Regions from separate parts of the Zea mays genome. Here regions 1 and 2 are each linked to region 3. Evidence: chromatin contacts called from public Hi-C data. All regions are on one chromosome and are shown on one strand. Each heading gives the region's core, a stretch centred on a gene start, on an enhancer-like site or on the middle of the called end of the contact. The rest is flanking DNA. Distances are from core to core; before and after follow the strand shown. Region 1 holds the start of LOC100501177. Region 2 holds the start of LOC100191611. Region 3 holds the start of LOC100501328.

Evidence for each region. Hi-C and Micro-C count contacts between places; a contact is called where the count stands out from the background.
Region 1: a Hi-C map of ear shows a contact between it and region 3, with 3 times the contacts expected there. The contact joins the promoter of LOC100501177 here to the promoter of LOC100501328 in region 3. A contact is called at or near these places in 8 of 25 Hi-C or Micro-C datasets (ear, endosperm, leaf and 2 more) and 1 of 3 datasets of contacts at active chromatin or transcription factors (leaf).
Region 2: a contact with region 3 is called in a Hi-C map of tassel, with 4 times the contacts expected there. The contact joins the promoter of LOC100191611 here to the promoter of LOC100501328 in region 3. A contact is called at or near these places in 4 of 25 Hi-C or Micro-C datasets (ear, endosperm, leaf and 1 more).

What each region holds. Positions count from the first base shown.
Region 1 is chr2:209,921,803-209,924,502 of Zm-B73-REFERENCE-NAM-5.0, reverse strand. LOC100501177 reads left to right here and starts at 1,255. Exons shown (of 8, transcript NM_001362588.1): 1 at 1,255-1,669; 2 at 1,976-2,251; 3 at 2,361-2,684. The coding sequence starts at 1,313.
Region 2 is chr2:209,886,047-209,888,853 of Zm-B73-REFERENCE-NAM-5.0, reverse strand. It overlaps LOC100191611, which reads right to left and starts at 1,481. Exons shown (of 7, transcript NM_001357843.2): 1 at 872-1,481; 2 at 1-204. The coding sequence starts at 1,390. It also overlaps the pseudogene LOC111590978.
Region 3 is chr2:210,075,902-210,078,807 of Zm-B73-REFERENCE-NAM-5.0, reverse strand. It overlaps LOC100501328, which reads right to left and starts at 1,305. Exons shown (of 11, transcript NM_001362596.1): 1 at 1,007-1,305; 2 at 549-648. The coding sequence starts at 1,190.

The DNA of each region.
Region 1 (2,700 bases), core at 6-2,505, 150 kb after region 3:
CTTAGGCCGACAACCATTGATGTCGCTCATCCTAGTTTGGGCCTCTCGTGGCGAATGCTGGGCGAATGCTCATCCTTATATAAGAGAACCAGACACAAGGATGACCTTCTAGGTTGTCCACGTAAACAAAAAAAATTACAACGTGTGATTTGGTTTCTACGACTAATTTTTAGCTCTACATGTGAGTGCCCATGTCTAGAGACTCGTCCCCATTAGTCGTCGTCATCACTAACATCCTCACGTGCTCAGAGCACACATACTATACTAGTCTTAGATTAGGCCTCTCGTGATAAATGCTAGGCGATGACATGGGCGAGGAACATGGCGCATACGTGAAAAATGAGGTTGGTGGCATGTATGCAACGAGCAACTTCACAACATAGAGAGGCGATGTGGACTAGCGCAAATTTGAGGCGCGGATGAGAGGGATCTTGGTGACGGGAAGGGCGCATGACCTAGCGCGCGCTAGCACGCAGGTCAAACCCGACTTGGACAATACATTGGGTCGACGATTGAATTGACAGTTAAAAGGTTAGTGGACAACATTGTAGACAAATGCCAAGTTAAAGCTAGTAGTTCTATAACCTATATTGGGCGGGCGAATGAATCGACAGTTAATACAACCTATAATTAGGTTCTATTTGTCTTCCTGGATTGAGCTCGTCTGGCCTAATAGTGGCCCGATGGCCCGTCTTGCTAGCCAAGCTATCGGGAGGCCGATTAGACGACCCATGTTGTGTTTTCTGTGTTTGTGGGTATCTGAGATATATCGATCCCCCACAGGTTGTGGGTGTGAAAAAGTTGTTGTGGGTTGTCAGGTGTGAAAAAAATTGTTGTGTGTTATGTGATGTTAAAAAGCTAAAAATCAATTGGTGGAAACCACTAAAAGTTCTTCATATATCAAGTCTAGAGGTGATTTCAATTTTACACTGCAAGAAAATCGGCTTTTAGAAAAAGTTGCTTTCTAAATCCAACTATTTAATTTGGTTTTTTGGTTTTGAGACAGCAAAAACCAAACCAAACACACCTTTAAGGTTTGTATAATTACGCCTGGATTGAAGAAATTAAATCTATCTAATTAAAATTGAATAGAATGAGATTTAATTCACGTAACCGAACAATCGAACAATACCTTAGAGAGGTATGGAAGAACTTGCTATTTTTTTTTATTCTCAAAGTTATTTAGCATCTTATTTGGGATAGTGTGACTTTTATATAGCTCATGCTACCCGAAATCCTGTCCGAGCTAAAACACCTGGCTCCGACTCCGGCCCTAGTGCCCTACTTCCCGGTATCCTAAACCCTAGCCGACATGCGCCGCCCGCAGCGCCGCGTCGCGGCGAAGCAGACTCGCCTGCGGGAGGTCGACGAGATACGCCTCCTCAACGAATGGATCGACGCCGGCAAGCCCCTCCCGCGCACCAAACTTCTGCCCCCGTCGAAATCAGCTGGACCGGTTCCGACCGCCGGGGAGCACCCGGAGTACGGCGCGTGCACACTGTTCGACGAGCTGCCGCTGTCGCAGAAGACCAAGGACGGGCTGCGGAAGGCGGGGTTCACTGAGATGAGTGAGATCCAGCGCGCCGCTCTGCCCCACGCGCTGTGTGGCCGCGACATCCTCGGCGCGGCCAAGACCGGCTCCGGCAAGACCCTTGCCTTTGTCATCCCGGTAAATCTCTCGCTGCTGCTAATTTACTGTTAGGTTTGGGTATTGAGTTTGCGGGCTAGCACTGTGGGAGTGTGAATTCAATTGCGATCAGAGTTTCAATATTTAGTGCCAGGAACTGTGCGAATGGTGCCCTGTATTGGTTTTTGCCAGGAATTGTGCGAATGGTGCCCTGTACATAAGTGTTTGTTATACCTTGTGTCTAGCTCAATCATAATTCCATGTCAATTGTTACCCTACAAGAAGTATGGTTGATCATGACAGCTAAGATTCCTTATGAGCTTACCACCTTACATTTCATCTTTGCAGCTTATTGAGAAGCTGTATAGAGAGAGATGGGGTCCAGAGGATGGTGTGGGCTGCATTATTCTCTCCCCGACAAATGATTTGGCTGGGCAGATTTTTGAGGTGATCAAGAAAGTGGGGCAGTTCCATAACTTTAGTGGTGGCGTCATTGTTGGTAAGCGCAAGGGTATCGAGATAGAGAAGGAACGTGTGAACAGCTTGAATATCTTAGTGTGCACGCCAGGGCGGTTAGTCCAGCACTTCAACGAAACTGCCAATTTTGATTGTTCACAGCTCCAAGTATTCAAGCTTATCTTGTTCTATGATTGTAGTGAATTCTGTTTTTATTTTATTTTAACAATCTTATAAAGTACCACTGTTTCATTTTTCTCTCCTTATGGGAAAACAGCTGTTGGTGCTTGACGAGGCAGATCAAATTCTTGATCACGGATTCAGAAACCAGGTTGATGCTATCATTTCTCAGATTCCCAAAGTTAGACAAACTTTACTGTTTTCTGCTACACAAACGAAGTCAGTTAAGGACCTTGCAAGGGTTAGCTTAAGGGATCCTGAATATATAAGTGTGCACGAGGAGGCCAGAACAGCCACACCGGATACCCTTGAGCAGTATGCCATGATTGTACCTCTTGAGCAGAAGTTAAATATGCTCTGGAGCTTCATTAAAAGGCATCTAAATTCAAAGACGATAGTCTTCTTATCTAGTGTCAAGCAGGTAGTCAGTTATTATT
Region 2 (2,807 bases), core at 232-2,731, 190 kb after region 3:
ATGGTCAGAACCATTATCTCCACGCTTATCCCCAGTGCTAGCAGAAGCCCAATTCAGCTTAAAAGCCATCTCAATATTCGGCATCATCTGCCCATTGAAGTTCATCAGAGTATGTTCTGCAGCGGCTTGAGAGTAAAACTCAATAAAACCATAACCTTCTGAGTGCCCAGTCTGCTTGTTCCGTATAATTTTCACAGAGGCAATCTACAGTTACTTGAGAGTATTAGTCCAACAATAAATAATTTAACAAAAGAATTAGGATTCCATTAGAGAACAAGCAAAGTAGATCAACTAAAATACATCAAAACGGACTTATATATTATGTAATCGTACATTCAACTTCCAAATTTGCAAAATCAAATAGTATATATGAACTAGCAACAAGAATAACATGGAAACTATAGCACCTGCCTTACGAAACCTTGGTATAAGTTCATTGAAAATAAGTCAATGTGCTCACCTAAAGAATGACTTATTATCAGTTCATGAAGAGATGCTTGCTCATTATGCATGGCAGAGATAAGCATTAAAAGTTAACAACAGAAAAAAAACTGGCATCTGTGCCTACAGCTTACAATCATAGTCGTATGCATGTTTCTGGGCCTAAAACCTAACACGTTGGTTGAAATAGCATATAACCATGCAAGACATGGCGCCCCTTAGCTCCTATGAGAATAAACTAGACTAGATGATCTAATATACAATGCTATAACAGAAAGGGTACCCTAACAGAAAACATAATAAATAAACAGTATAGCACCTACAGCCGCGAGAATATCAAAACCAAATTAGCCAAACCAATCGTACAAGGGTCACTCTAAAATTCCCAATGTCACGGCTTTTAGGTAGGGGAGATAGAGAGAAGAATCACCTGCTGGGCCACAGGCGCGAAGGCGTTGTAGTGGAGATAGTTCTCGTCCATCCAGTACTGAAGATCTCCAATCCACAGGGTCCTGACCTCACCGCTTCCCGGCGTTGTCCCATACTGCGGTGGCTGCGCGTACTGCGGCGGCTGCGCGTACTGCTGCGGCGGAGGCGCGTACTGCGGCGGCGGAGGCGCGTACTGCGGCGGCGGAGCGGCGTACTGCTGCTGCGGCGGAGCGGCGTACTGCTGCTGCGGCGGAGGGGCGTACTGCTGCGGTGGTGGAGCGTACTGCTGCATCTGAGGCGGGTACTGCGGCGGCGGTGGAGCGTACTGTTGCTGCTGCGCCCACGGCTGTGGGGGACCCTGCTGGTAGTACTGAGGCGGTGGCCCCTGCTGCTGCTGCTGCTGCTGCTGGTAGTACGACGGCGGTGGCGCCTGCTGCTGCGAAGCCGTGGGAACCCCGGATCCCTGCGGAGGAGGCGGGCCGTGTTGCCCGTTCATCGGCGGTTGGTGCAGCGGCTGCATCGCTTCCCCGGCGAGGCAGAGAAACCCTAGGCGTGGAGACGAAAGCGAGAGAGGAGGGCTTTCGAATCTTTATGCGGTAAAAACGAGGCGGAGGCCGCGGAGCCCGGAGCGCGTGGGCGGGCCGGGGCTCATATGGGCCGGGCCGCCGCGTCAAAATCTTGGCTCCTGCAGCCCTCCGCCATTCGGTTCGTGGTAGCCCTCTCATGCGCGCAGCGCGCTTGACCAGATGTGACGTAAGATTTTTTGGTGGAAGCGTGTATAACCTTATACAGGGAGAGTAGTCTTTTTCTCCCTTTTTGTGTTGGTCACATAAGTATGTAAGTATGGAACCAAATCTAAACATATTATGAGTCCATAAACACATAGGTATAAAACAAAATGTAAGTATATTACGTTGTTTTCGATAGTTCATATCTGTTGTAGAGTGAATTGAGACTACAATATATATTAAGTAGCATTCAACCAGCGTGTATCAAGAGCTAGCAAAAATGTGTCTACAAGCGTTGTGTCAATATATACAGATTCACAGAGAGGGCAACCGTTAGTTTATATTTACATGGAAACATTCATGGTTCAAAACTGATGGTGCTTTTGATAGGCGCGCAAAAAATAAATACATGTGAACAAAAGAGAGGAAACTATTAGTTGTACTGAAAGTTGTTTTTGCAAATAGTTTGTTGATGTGTAATGACTACAAGAGTGAGTACAAGGGAGAGATGGAAGATATCATGTTGATTGTGTATAAGAATATATGTTATGTATCACAAAGGATTGCACATGGTGTTATACCTTCATTTATCATATGACTGTCTATAGCAGCTTCTCTTTTTGGGATCTACCGGATCTGGTATGACTTTGCTAGTCTGGCTATGTTTTATCCTGTATATACCTTGTTGTATTAGTATGAAATATAAGATTTAGCGTTAAAATAAAGTGCCACCTATACATTATCTCATATACACAAAATCTGTTAGAACCACACACGACCAGAATGTCCTACAATCCATTTCAAAAAGGGGAGTGCATGTGTTACCGATGAAATCCCAATGATGATTTTGGTTAGGAGATCAGATCTACATTATCTTCTCGCTCTTAAGTCCGAAGCCAAGACATTGTCTATAATTTAATTCGAGCATAGAGGTTCCTTTTAAACTCATTTTTAGTCTTTTGACTAAAATCAAGTGTAATATCTGTTTTACCAGTTCAATGTCTGGAACAATATGTTCATTGTGACATTAAATTCATTTATTGTGAATATTTTTATGTGGAGGGTCTATTAAGACTATTAAGTATCCCTTAGTCACTGAATCAATATCTTTAAATATAGTTGGGTACCGTCGCAATACACGGATATTAGAACAAAATTATACATAACTTTTTTGACACGGCATAAGCTGCGATGTAGTAAATTAATCCT
Region 3 (2,906 bases), core at 56-2,555:
TAGGTGATGCCTTAGTACCATGAAATGCTCCACCCCTGCTCCTAGGTGATGCCTTAGTACCATGAAATCCATGATTACATTGAACAGAAAGGCCTTCTTTCAGCAATATGTTGGCATTGATCCCCCTGAGCACAGAGTAAATCAAACCAAGTGAACATGGATTTGGGCCATCTACTTGATCTTAATGCTTGGGAGACACATATAGAGACAATAAAATGCCCAGTATGGTGGAGTCCCAAGATTAAGAATGAAAGGTACCAATGCGGAGATCAAGAGATCATCTGAAACAGGCATACTTCATTCAGGTTCCTATAAGGGGGGATACAAAAACCTTATTTCGAAAGTCTATGGTTTCTGAAGCAAGCAGCAAATGTGTATCTGCCACGTGATATTTTTAAAGCCTACTCATATAACATGCGCAAAAATGTAGAATGCATTTATCACTGCCAGTTTCAGGCCCACATTTGACAGGTAATAATACATACAGTGTTCAGGGTAGCAATTAGTGCATAACGGATAAATTAAAAACAGCATCAATCTTTTCTTACTTCTTGTGTGAGAGGAACTCTATCGCGTGAAGCACCAAGGAGTACAAGTACTCCACCTTCCTACTGTATACTTGAACCGATCCTTGGAGTAGTAACGCCGCTGCAGACAAGAAAACACAAATTAACAGGACAACTGCTAGCTTGAAAAAGAAAATAACTTTGTTCTGATACGGTACTCTTCTCAAATTATCCTTAGAAAGGATAAACCTTGGGTGAGCTAAACAACTAAAAAGGAGTCATTCCTTCAACATTTATTCAAGCAAAGGTAGTAAAACCGCGCAAGATCAAGCAAGTCCCCATGTTCCCGCCTCCATCCGTAGTCAATCCACATAAAGTGTCAAAATTTCTAACCTCCCACTCCCAATTCCTAGCTCTCCAGACCCCTGAGATAGAATAGCCGCTGAAAAGAAGTACCGCACATTGACCGCAAGAAACCGCGGGCCTCCGCACCACCGTACCTTCGGCAAAGTTGACAGAATGGGACTCGTCCTCGCCGGAGACCTCCCCTGAACAGATCTTGAGCAGGTACTGCTCGAGGCTTTTGGCAACGTCCACCTCCCAATTTGACTCGGGGTCCCTATTCGCCTGCAGAATAGGGAACCTCCCGCCAGTCGAGCCTCCCTCCCCGCCGCCGCTGTCCATGCCTCCGTCCCAGGCTACTAGGCGCAAGAAAGCATCTTTTTGCGGGATTAGGGCTGGAAACCCGGTTCTAGAAGCTTCTGGAAATTGAGCGGGGGACGAGGGCGCGAGGAATCAGAGGTGCGAAGGGGAAGAGTCGAAGGGGAACAGTGAGGCTAGCGAGCTAGGGTTGGGTTTTGGGGATTTTTGGAATTCGGGGTTCTCCCGCTCGATGGATTTGGATTAGCGGGATTCGAGATTCGGAGGGGCCGTTGCGCAATTCGCAAGGAGTACTTTTTTATAGGGTACAGGTACAAAGATGTCACGCACACACCACACACGTGCATATACACACGTGCGGGCGGTCCAATACAGGACAGACCCAAGGGGAGAGCGGTAGGGGCTATGGTCCCTGTCAAGACTGTGACGCAGACAATATATATGTACTCTTTTCGGTGTAGTATTAGACATTTCGCATATTAAGTAATGAGTAATGGGGATAAATTTTTAGTCGTACTTATATTCTTGTTGACACCTTTTCGAAGGCGCCAATCACTCAAAAGAACCAGCGGCGGTGCTCTCTGGTCAGGCGCGGACGGTCCGTGGCTTGGGGCCGGACGGTCCGCGACCTGGCGCGACGTGGCGGTGCTCTCTGGTCAGACGCGGACGGTCCGCGGCACAGGGCCGGACGGTCCGCGACCTGGTGCAGGAGCTCGGGTTCCCTGCCTGACGGCCGGACGGTCCGCGCTCTAGGGTCGGACGGTCCGCGCGTGCGCAGGGGCGGCGGAAGATCGCCGGCGGCGCCTGGATCTCGCTCCCGGGAGGGACCCCGTCGGGGAGGAGAGATCCTAGGAGTTGTCTAGGCTCGGGCCGGCCGACCTAGACTCCTCTAATCGACGTAGAGTCGAGGAGAGGCAGAGAATTTGGGAATTGGAATACTAAACTAGGGCTAAACTAGAACTAGACTAGAACTACTCCTAATTGTGCTGAAAATAAATGCGAGATAGAAGTTGTATTGGTTCGATTGTTGGGGGTTCAATCGGCCGTAGCCCTTCATCTATATAAAGGAGGAGGTCTGGATCCGCTTCCAACTGATTTCCGAGTTAATCCCGTGGTTTTAGGTAACAAATCCCGCGAGAAACTAGGAACCCTAACTGACTCTGCGCACGCGCGGACCGTCCGCGCCACCACCGCGGACGGTCCGGACCGCGGACCGTCCGGCCTCCGGGCCGGACCGTCCGCACGGTCATTTTGGGTTCCAACATATGCCCCCTGCCTTTTGGTGAAGGTTGACGAACCAAAAGCATATGAACTAAACCTGATGTAAGTCACCGACTTTTCGATATGGAGATTATTCAATAAAGCACCAATATAAAGGTCGTTTCGGATTGTATCTTTCTCGGCCATGACCATTTGATCAATGGATCAAAAGGAATAGAATGGAGGTGCCCCCCAGTCTGGATAGACGAAGGGACTATACATGTACCATGGATTCATCATCGTGCCATTCCATGTTTGAACAGGATAATATACCGACGATGAGTAAATAGGTGGAAAGTACCCTGGTCTCATAGAATGAATAGGCGATGCTTGTTGTGTCGCCTTTCGGGCCGTTTTGTTTAACCGTTTTGTTTTAGCAGGTGGCCGGGGTTTCTTTGTTGACCGATCACGTGGAACAGCCTTTTTGCTAGCATTTTTGGAGAGCAACTGATCAAAAGTCGGATCGGCTTTGATCAGCCG